Regions from separate parts of the Capsicum annuum genome. Here region 1 is linked to region 2. The links are chromatin contacts, called in public Hi-C maps. All regions are on one chromosome and are shown on one strand. The core of a region is the stretch at or near the end of the contact, and the rest is flanking DNA. Distances in the headings are between cores, read along the strand shown.

Region 1 (5,273 bases), core at 559-3,058, 340 kb after region 2:
TTTGACTATCAATATGCCCAGACCCTGGCTTATGGAACTACATCAGGTTTGTTATTGTTGTCATTGTTATCATTATCAAACCGTTTGACGACTTCAAAATCTTGTAGGCCCAAGTTTCATTTTCTAAGAAATTGACACAAGTCCAACCCATAAAGAGAACAAATTTAGAAAAGATTCACCCTTTTCAACCCTGTGTCTCACCAGCTACTTAACTATATGGTTAAATCAGCTAATTACAAAATCCTTCCAGAGCCTAAGCTTTAAACTTTAGTACCCTAAATTATGTTGACTGACAGAAAATCGAGTATTCCTCTTTCAATTCATTCTTGTCCTCTAAAAACTCCAATTCCCATGTACCCTAATTTCTATCTTTCCGTCAGAATCTTAACTAAGAACGAAATAATAAAACAAATAGGACACAGACAACTCATACAGTGGTAGTGAACAAGGACAATATACCCAGTGTAATCCCACAAGAAATGTACTCCTTATTATGTTAAACAGACGAAAAAGTCGAGTTCATTCTCATCCTCTAAGAACTCTCCCCATGTATCCTAATTGCTATTTTTCCATCTAAATCTTAACTAAGAATGAAATAACCCAAATTAAACGAACAGGACATAGACTCCTCATTCAGTGGCAGTCAAAAACAACAACATACCCTATGTAACCCCACAAGCGGGGCTAGCTAATACAGAATAATAGCCAACAGAAAATCTAACAACTCCAGTACCCATGTATCCCAATGTCTAAATCTTAACTAAGAATGAAATTGACCCAAATAAATCAAATAGGATATAGAGTACTCATACGGTGGTAGTCGACTATATAAAATCATACAAAAGAAAAAAACACTAGGTGATTTCTTTCCATTTGTCCTAGTCTAGCCTTGGCGGACAGAGTTATTAGCTACCTAGCTGGTGGGAGGGAGGTGACAAGTATCCCATAGAATTAGTCAAGGTGTGCAAATGCAGACCCAGACACCCTGGTTACCAAAATCTACACACTCCTTCTCTTATTATAATTAGAAACAATTTAACTTTAAAATTATTCTTTTACCCTTAATAAAATAATTTGTAGCCACACAATTATCTAAGCACTGTTTTAGACCACAAATTTCAAAATCATTTCCCTTTTTCTTAAAACATCATGTCAAGTCAAAGGGTGCCATAGGACAACGAAGAACAAGAACGGAAACTTCGAAAAACAAGAAAAGCAAAATAAACTTGTGGGGACAAGAGAAGAAGGAAAACCTGAAAAAGAATGGTGAGGCGGGCGAGGGGAGCAGTACAGGTTTTACTAAAAGCACCAGCAATACCACCAGCAAGAAGTTGTGGTACAGTACCAATCTGAGGTTGAGCCTGTGGCTGTTGCTGCTGTTGCCCTGTATGATAACAATGATGCTGCTGCTGTTGAAGATGTTGCTGTTGTGGCTTTTGAGGTTGTTGTAAAAGCTTTCTTGCACCACCTTCTACTCTTGCTTCCATTTTTCTTGATCCAATACCAAAACAGGTAAAAAAAAAAAAAGATATGTTTTCTTATAAGGTACAAATGTTACAATTGTGAAATTGTAAGGAGTTGAATTATTTGATTTTGGTATTTGGTTTAAGGGTGGATTTATTTTTATTTATCTTGGAAGAGAGGAAATTGTTTGTTAAACCCTAGGGAGAACCCTTAGGAAGAAGGCTGGTTTGAAAGTGGTGCTCCTTGTTTTATGAGAAACTCTGTTGGTGTAATGACTTCTTTTTTCCATTTTTTTTTTTTTTTGGTTAAGGAGAATATTCTTTTGTTTGATCTCTTCTAATGCTATTGTTGAGTTTAAAGAGCTTAATTGGGTTGAGCTTCTGTTTTTGGACTTCAAATTGGACCACTTAAACTAGGCCCGTTATAAATATGGGCTGCAAAAGATCCATGGATAAGGGGAAATTTCATTTATATAAAAAAGTAAATTGTTTATAACAAAAACAGCCAAGATTTTGTTTATTACTTAAAATAGTCATTATTCATAATCTATAATCTACATCTATGTCTATATCTATATCTATAATATATTAAAAGTGTGAATCATTTATATAAAAAAGTAAATTGTTGTAACGCCCCGAATTCTGAACCCCGGACGCTACACGATGCTTATGACCCTGAAGGACCACAAGCTAATCCATGATTGATATCTGTAACTGAGCACTGAATAATATACTGTAAAATTGCAAAAAACTGGCGGAAACTTGCCATAAGGTTCAATACTTAAATAAAACTGAATAAAGTATAATAATACCAAAACTAAAACAATTGTCTGAAAATACTCTAGTCTGAAAAAACCTCTAAACTATCTGAATAAGGAGTTGATGGGACAATCCCCCCAACTAACTCCTTCTACTGAAATGCTAAATCTAATGGAATAGTAAAATAAGGAACATCCTCGAATGATGAGGACTCACTGCTAAGTCTACTACTGCTAGCTGAATCTGAACTGCTAAGAGTGCTCTGGATCCCGTGCTTTTGAACCTATGGCATAAAACACCATAGCGCAAGAGAAAAGTATGCGTCAGTACGTGAAAATATAATGGTATGTTAGATGAGGTAAGGCTGAATGCAAAGGTTTACATACATAAACAATACTGACTAAATATCATGAGACTACTAAATCAGGATACATGCAAGAGTGCATAAACTATAACTGAAATCGTAGTAAAATTGAATACCGAATCCTAATAACTGGATTTCTGATGTCTGAGTCTACTAATACTGATATCTGATTGATTGAAGTTGAGATCAGTCTTATCTAGCGGGTGATCTCTGAATCTGCTTATAATGAAAATCATTGACTTAATCTGAGATCAGTCCTATCTAGCAGGTGATCTCTGGATCTATGAACTATCTAAGTTTTTTACTGATCTAAGTGATTGTATCTGACAGTCCTGATTTCCATAATAATGATATGAGTTCTATTTTGAAGACTGAGACTGAAACTGAGACTGTGAAAAGTAGTCATCTAACCTACATGCCCTGAATCTGAACTAGTTGGGTCCAACCTGTAACCCCAGCTGAAAGGGTGTCAATACCGTGCCACAGATAAAGACAACTGCTGTGGAGTCGGTCCTAATCTAGCAGGTGACCCCTGCAATCAGTCCTGTACTAGTGGGTGATCCCTGAGTATACCAGTCCTATCTAACAGGTGACATCTCATAACCTACGCTGGCTACGTAGTTCTGGAACTTAGGGATTGCTTCTAGGGATCTCAGTCCTATCTTAAGGGTGAGCCCCTATCTCTAGGCTCGCTCGGTGCTGAGTCCTACTCCCAACTGAATAACACTAAACTGATTCACTAATTCATGCTAGGCCTGACTGAGCTGTTACTGATCGTACTGTTTAACTAAACTGAACTGAGTTACTGAGTTTCATAGACTGACGAAAAACTACTGAATTCTGTTAACTGGCTAAATACTACTGAGTTCTGAATCAATTACTAAGCTGAGTTGGACTAATAATGAGATTATTGAGTTTTCCTAAGTCATGAAGCTGACAGAGTTCTACTGAATACTGTAACTGACTGAGAATGCTATTGATCGTGACGTGACTGAGAGTACTATAACTGACACTGGCTCTAGGCACAGCTAAATTGTTAGGTATTAAATGCCCCCAGGACTCGATAGCATAAAGTAAAGTATAACAATTCTTGAATAATATGTCAATCGTCTATCATTTGCAATACAATCATTGAAGCATCTTTTCAAATATTTGCAGTCATAAACTTGTAGACATATGGGCATGCATACTATTGTCTCATTATTCATTCACCTAAGCCTTTCAACAAACACTTAACATACAGTAACTTGTACACAAATGGGGATTTCATATTAACATGCTATAATGGCACTACTTCATTCACCTAGGCATTTAATCAAACATATGGGGAGCATGCTTTGCTTATACAACACATATTACATCTAAATAATGTGGCTGCATCAATCAACATGCAATTTGAAGGGTTTATCATGAATATCATGTAAGTCATCACATACTAGGATCAAAGTTTGCAACTTGTAATCTAGAACATGAATTATATCCCAACAACAACATAAACATGAACTTCAATTCAATCATAATCATGAAAATCATAAATACACAATCTTTATAATTCAAAAGGATTCTTGAGCTTCATGGGTGGAAGAAACCTATGAATCAACATCTAGCATACCTTGGTTCTTGATTTGGAGAGGATTGACGGTGAATTTCTTGAGAATTGAATCTTGAATTAAAACCCTAGTTGTTTTTATCGTATTGCTCTTAGTTGATGAACTTCAGATGTTAATAGGATTATAATGTTATTAGGACCTATTAATTTCATAAGTATAAGTTTAGGAACGTGTAAGGATTGTCAAAAGACTTAGTTGCCCTCAAAATAACTCAAAAACGGAGTATTTACGTCACTTAGGCCATAAGGTATGCGCCGCATTGCCCATCGCCTAAGCTAGGTTGGGCGGCGCATTTCCCATCGCCTAAGTTAGGCTGGGCGGCGCCTAACCCATTGCCTAAGCTGGGTTGGGCGGCGCATAAACTATGGCGTAACCATTCCAGTAGCCTTAGACGATTTGCTAGGCAACGTACTCCACTTTGCAAAGCCATAACTTTTCACTCGGTGGTTAGATTTTGGCAAAATTGGTATCATTGGAAAGCTAATTCGATTCTCTACAATTTTATGGGTCTAAATATGACAAAATACCATATATATATATATATATATATATATATCAATTTATACTCGTTTAAATATGACCCTTGCCAAATTAAACACTAAAACTTGATGGATTCGAAAGCTCTTAGCTTGAATTACTTGAGGGGACTCTTATGAGCACGTTTAACACATCATAAGCTCTCCTTTCACTAGAATACTCATTGTAAGTCATGTACTCAAATATGAATTACAAGATTAGAGGTTTCATACGTAAGATCAACGGTTCATTTTCTAGCTTAGAAATAAATGGGGTATTACAATTGTTTACAACAAAAACAGCCAAGATTTTATTTATTTATTAAAATAGTCATTATTCATAATTTATAATCTATATCTGTATCTATAATCTATAATATATTAAAAGTATGAAGACCCTTAGAAAAATGAATCGGACTTTTTGCCCTTCATTAAAAGACTTGCTTTGGATAAAATTATCTTTTCACCATTATTTATTATAATATTAAATATTGACTATGATACATATATGAGAAGTCAACAACAACAACAAACCCAGTGTATTCCCACCTAGTGGGGTCTG
Region 2 (4,893 bases), core at 774-3,273:
TCCATTTCATGCTATAGGCTTCATTTCATTTTTGTTATTTCTTTGATTTTAGTTTCAGCTATGGTCGAGGACATGTCCCGATCAGATGTTCTTTGATTCTGGTTAGAGGTTTTCTCGAACAACTATGGGAATGGACGATGTCGGTATTAGTGATAGCCTTGGTATTGCTATTGGCATTGGGATTGGAAATGGTTGATTAATTGGTTGTGGATTTCGACTTTGGTTTTAAGCTTACTATCATGTCTTTGGATTATTATTGTTTTATCTTGTTATAAGTTTGAAATTCATCCGACATGTGGTGTAGAGTGGTTAACGATGAGGTATTGGGGGTGGTCTCCGGTCCTGGTTGGACTTGAGATGCCCGACACGACTAGGTCCTAGTTCGGATCGTGTTACCCCTCCTCTCTCACCAATTTTTTTTAATGTTAAAATTTTGAAGAAAATTTTCTTATACCACCCCATCCCCCCACCCTCCCCCCCCCCCCCCCCCCCATACACACAAAAGAAAAATTATTTTTTTAGAAAAAATTTAAAACCTTTTTTCTTGCCTCAACCCCTACCCCTACCCCATACTTCACTAACCTTACCCCTAAATATTTTTTTTTAAAATTTAAATTTTTTCTTACCTTGCCCCTCTTTGTCATATTCGATTTTATTTTTTATTATTTTGTGCTAAATATATACAAATATTTTTAGAAAATATTTTTCTACTTATGTTACGAGCGTAAGAAAATAAGTAAGAAATAATTTATTTTCTTAGAAAATATTTTTTTGAATTCCATACCGAATACACCCATAGTATACACAAAAGATGCATTCAAACTTTGTACTTGTCGTTGGTGTCACGTCTCAAAACACCAAAAAGAAATAAAATTTGTTATTATTCAAAATGAATCTGGTTATATTTATTTTGATCTACTCTTTTATTGACTTTGTTAGAATTTACCTAAATTTAACAACTTAATATATTTATATGACATAATTTACAAAAAATTAGTAGGAAAAAATTATTATATTAATAATTATTGATAAATTTAATATTTATAATAATTAAGGATAATATAGTAAATTTAGCAGTTACAATACAAACCATACTGTTAAACCAAATAATAAAACTATCATTAAAAAATAATGAACAATATTACCCATTCAAATATTATATCATACAGTACTATGTATTATGAAATCATAACAAACCACTGTTCAAACAAAGTGTAAAAAGTGTGCAAAACGTAAGTACCTAAAAGCCAAAATATGGAGTAACTAAAAATAAAGAGGCCGCGGAAAACCCTAGCTCATAGCAATGCAAACGTGCCGCCGCTTCCTCTGAGCTAAATAAAATTGACTGAAGAACGCCAATTTGGAAAGAGATCTTTTTGCTGTGTATATTATTGGCGTAAAAAATTTACATCACATGAATACAGCCAAATTTTTTTTTTTTTTCATATACCTATCTTAAATTGCTAATTGAGCAAATAGCATCTAGTATAGTAATACTTTATGCAAGGAGATCTTTCCCATCTTATCCCTTGTCAATCGAATTCGTTGCATAAAGCTTAATACAATTTACATTTGTTGTGGTTTCCGTAAACAAAAATGACAAATATCACGTCTCAAAATTACTAAACTAACAACACATTTTTTTTTCTAAGTTATACTCAAATAAAAAATAAACATACTGTCTACCTTAAAGTCACTCGAACAAAAAACACATTTTTCATATTATAGACTTTAAAGGCAATTTGAGGTGACACCTTTTTGTACGTCTCACAATCATTCAAAGGAAAGTTTTAATTTTTATGCTCCCTCGTTCCAAGAGTTCTACTTTTCTTTTTAATCTATTTAAAAATAAATAATACTTTTTAATAATATTTTAATTTTAATTTTTTACATAACATATTTAGGATCACAAAATTAAAAAATATTTTAATATATTTAATATAATATTTAAGATTACAAGATTCAAAAATTTCTTTATTTTTTTTAATTTTATGTCAAATTATAAACATTCTTTTTAAAAACCGAGGGCAGTACATTTCTCTCAAGCCGCCCCCTCCCACCCCACCTTAACACACTCTTGTCAAATTCCTACTAGGTAAACTGTGGCAAAATCATCAAATTTACTAGCAAATCTTGAACTAATCGACTTTTAATTTTTTGCTTTTTTGCACATTTCTGTTATTTAATTTCCAGGGTTTATTTGGGAAAATCCCAGTGAATTTGTCGACTTTTCTTGAATTAATTTTAAGCAAAAAAAAATAAAAACTTGGTGGGGTTTGTAGAAAAAATGGCAGGTTGTTGTTCATCAGGTATAAGGTTGTCATCTCAATTTACATCACTGAAAAATGAAATCTTGATTACGGGGTCCAATAAAGATTCCAACTTTACATTTATTAAATGTCAAGATTTTGTGGGTAGGAACAAAATTGGGTTTTTGGTTTGTAAGAACAAGTCAAGATTCTTGATTAAGAGTTCATTGAATCAAGAGGGTAACTCAACATCTGGTGTTAGTGTAGAAACAGTGATAAAAGGGAATGATAGTGGTGTTTTTGATGTTGGTGTTGTTGATAATGGTGGCGACGGGGTAGGGGATTTGGCTGCTGGAATTGGTGGAAATGGGAAATACAATGGTGGTGGTGGTGGTGGTGGGGGCAGGGGCGGAGGAGGAGGAGGAGGGGATAATGGAGGGGGTGATGAGGAAGACGAGGAATTTGGGCCATTATTGAAGTTTGAGGATGTGATAAGGGAGGCAGAAGCTCGCGGGGCGAAGCTTCCTGCTGATATTATTGAGGCTGCAAAGAGTGTTGGTATAAGAAAGCTACTTTTGATGAGATATTTGGACTTGCAGGTAAAATATGAGTAGGTGAAAGTGCTTAGCGTGTTTCTTGATCATGTACCTTTTGATTGTTTCTTTGATTGAGAACTTGTGTTTATGTGAATGTAGGGATCAGCTTGGCTTGGCGCTGCAATGAGATCAAGCGCTATGCTGCGGAACAGAATGTTGGCTGATCCATCATTTCTTTTCAAAGTTGGAACTGAGGTTTGTGTTAAGCTTGATTTTGATATTGCTGTTTTGGAAATAGCTCATTGAGCTGTAATATTGTAGAAATAGTTGCTTTTGAGCTACTGCTATTAGTGTGCATCGTGTTGTGTCTGCGATTCTGTTTGCTTATCTTGCGGCTTGGAGCAATTAGTAATTCCAGTTGTATAAGCATGATAAAATTGCATTACACGTGGTGAATTCCTATGGACCTTGAAATCACTTGTACGGTTGTGGCACCTTACCTACTGTTCATGGTAATTTCTGCTTCGTCATGATGTTTATAGTTGATATGCTTTTCAACATTGAATTCACGGGTTGCGTTGGTTCTGTGATGTAGATAGTTATTGATACAACTTGTGCAACAGTTGCGGAAGTTCAAAAGAGGGGCAAAGATTTTTGGGCAGAATTTGAATTGTATGCTGCAGATATGTTGGTTGGGGTTGCTGTCAATGTAGCCCTAGTTGGGTTGCTAGCACCATATGCTCGAATTGGGCAACCATCTGTATCTCAAGGGTTTGTTGGTCGCTTTCAGAGAGCTTATGGAGCACTTCCAAGCAGGTTTTGACTTGTCTGGGCCCTGTGATATTATCGCATTAAACTTGAGTACTATTTAGAAAATTCTCACTCCAATTACTCATCTGCTGCAGTGTATTTGAGGCTGAAAGGCCAGGGTGTAGATTTACGTTGAATCAGAGAATTGCTGCTTATTTTTATAAGGTAAAACTTGCATAATTGAAGTATATGCTATAAATGGGTTGCAGTATCTCTATATGCATATGTCATTCCTGTTCGTAATAGTTGTTCTCATAAATGCATTCCATTGTGTAACTTACAGTTCTTCATATTTATTTAGGGCATTTTATATGGATTCGTCGGGTTTGGATGTGGTATCATTGGCCAAGGAATTGCAAATATGATAATGACTGCCAAGCGGTTTGTTGCTCTCTGATATCACTAATACAACTATTGTCACTATTATTCTGATATCACTAATCTACTTCTTTAGAGGTAGTGGTATGGACTGCGTACATTCTACCCTCCCCAGACCCCACTAGGTGGGAATATACTGGGTTTGTTGTTGTTGTTGTTGTTTGATGCTGCTTGAAGATATTTCTGTTAAATTTCTGACTTACTCCCTGGATTTGAACTTGGTATTCATTGTGAACCAATACTCATACTAATGGAGAATGGAGATTCAATATGTCCCAGAATTCTTCATATAGAGACTCAAAACCCCAATACGTGATTAGTCTTCCACTTCTCCATTTAGATATCTAATTTGAGTGTCATGATATTAAATTTGTCATAACCTTCTCATAAAAAGGATATTAAAATTTTGGTTGCTTTTTTCATAAGCTAGTTCTAATGCTTGACATACTAGGATTAAGGAGCTAACTCTTGGCATGAAATCATTGCCTCTCTTTCGTCACATGTTCTTTGATGGCTATCTTGCCATTCTCTGGTTTTGTTTGCAAAAATGAGAGCTGTGGATGTGTAAGCGGCAATGGTTATACAATTCAGAGGAGGAAAATGATGTTTAAGGAGAGGGGACAGGAGCAAAGTGATGGTAGGTAGATTCAAAATGGTATAGGTAAACTCTCTTTTATTTTGTCACGGAGAAGGGTAGGTCATCTGGTTCCAAGAAATGAGAGGCTGTGGAGATGTTTAAAAGATACAATGTTAATTTCAGGTGAAAGTAAAAATTAAAAACAAAAGCATAAGTTTCAGCTGTGTTAAGCTTTGAAATACTTTCTGTTGTAATACATCACAAAAGCTATTTTGTTTAAGACAATTTCTAACCTTTTATTTTCTGAAAGAGTAGAGAACCGTTGCTATCTTTTGTTGACATC

The links. A called contact is a pair of places that touch in the nucleus more often than the background predicts.
Region 1: a Hi-C map of placenta shows a contact between it and region 2, with 3 times the contacts expected there. The contact joins the promoter of LOC107842848 here to the promoter of LOC107842847 in region 2. A contact is called at or near these places in 2 of 5 Hi-C or Micro-C datasets (leaf and placenta).

Annotation. Positions count from the first base shown.
Region 1 is chr9:41,370,017-41,375,289 of UCD10Xv1.1, forward strand. LOC107842848 (mitochondrial substrate carrier family protein B) reads right to left here and starts at 1,809. Exons shown (of 7, transcript XM_016686883.2): 1 at 1,254-1,809. The coding sequence starts at 1,487.
Region 2 is chr9:41,034,603-41,039,495 of UCD10Xv1.1, forward strand. LOC107842847 (protein RETICULATA, chloroplastic) reads left to right here and starts at 2,024. Exons shown (of 7, transcript XM_016686882.2): 1 at 2,024-2,848; 2 at 2,945-3,040; 3 at 3,381-3,601; 4 at 3,691-3,760; 5 at 3,897-3,976. The coding sequence starts at 2,288.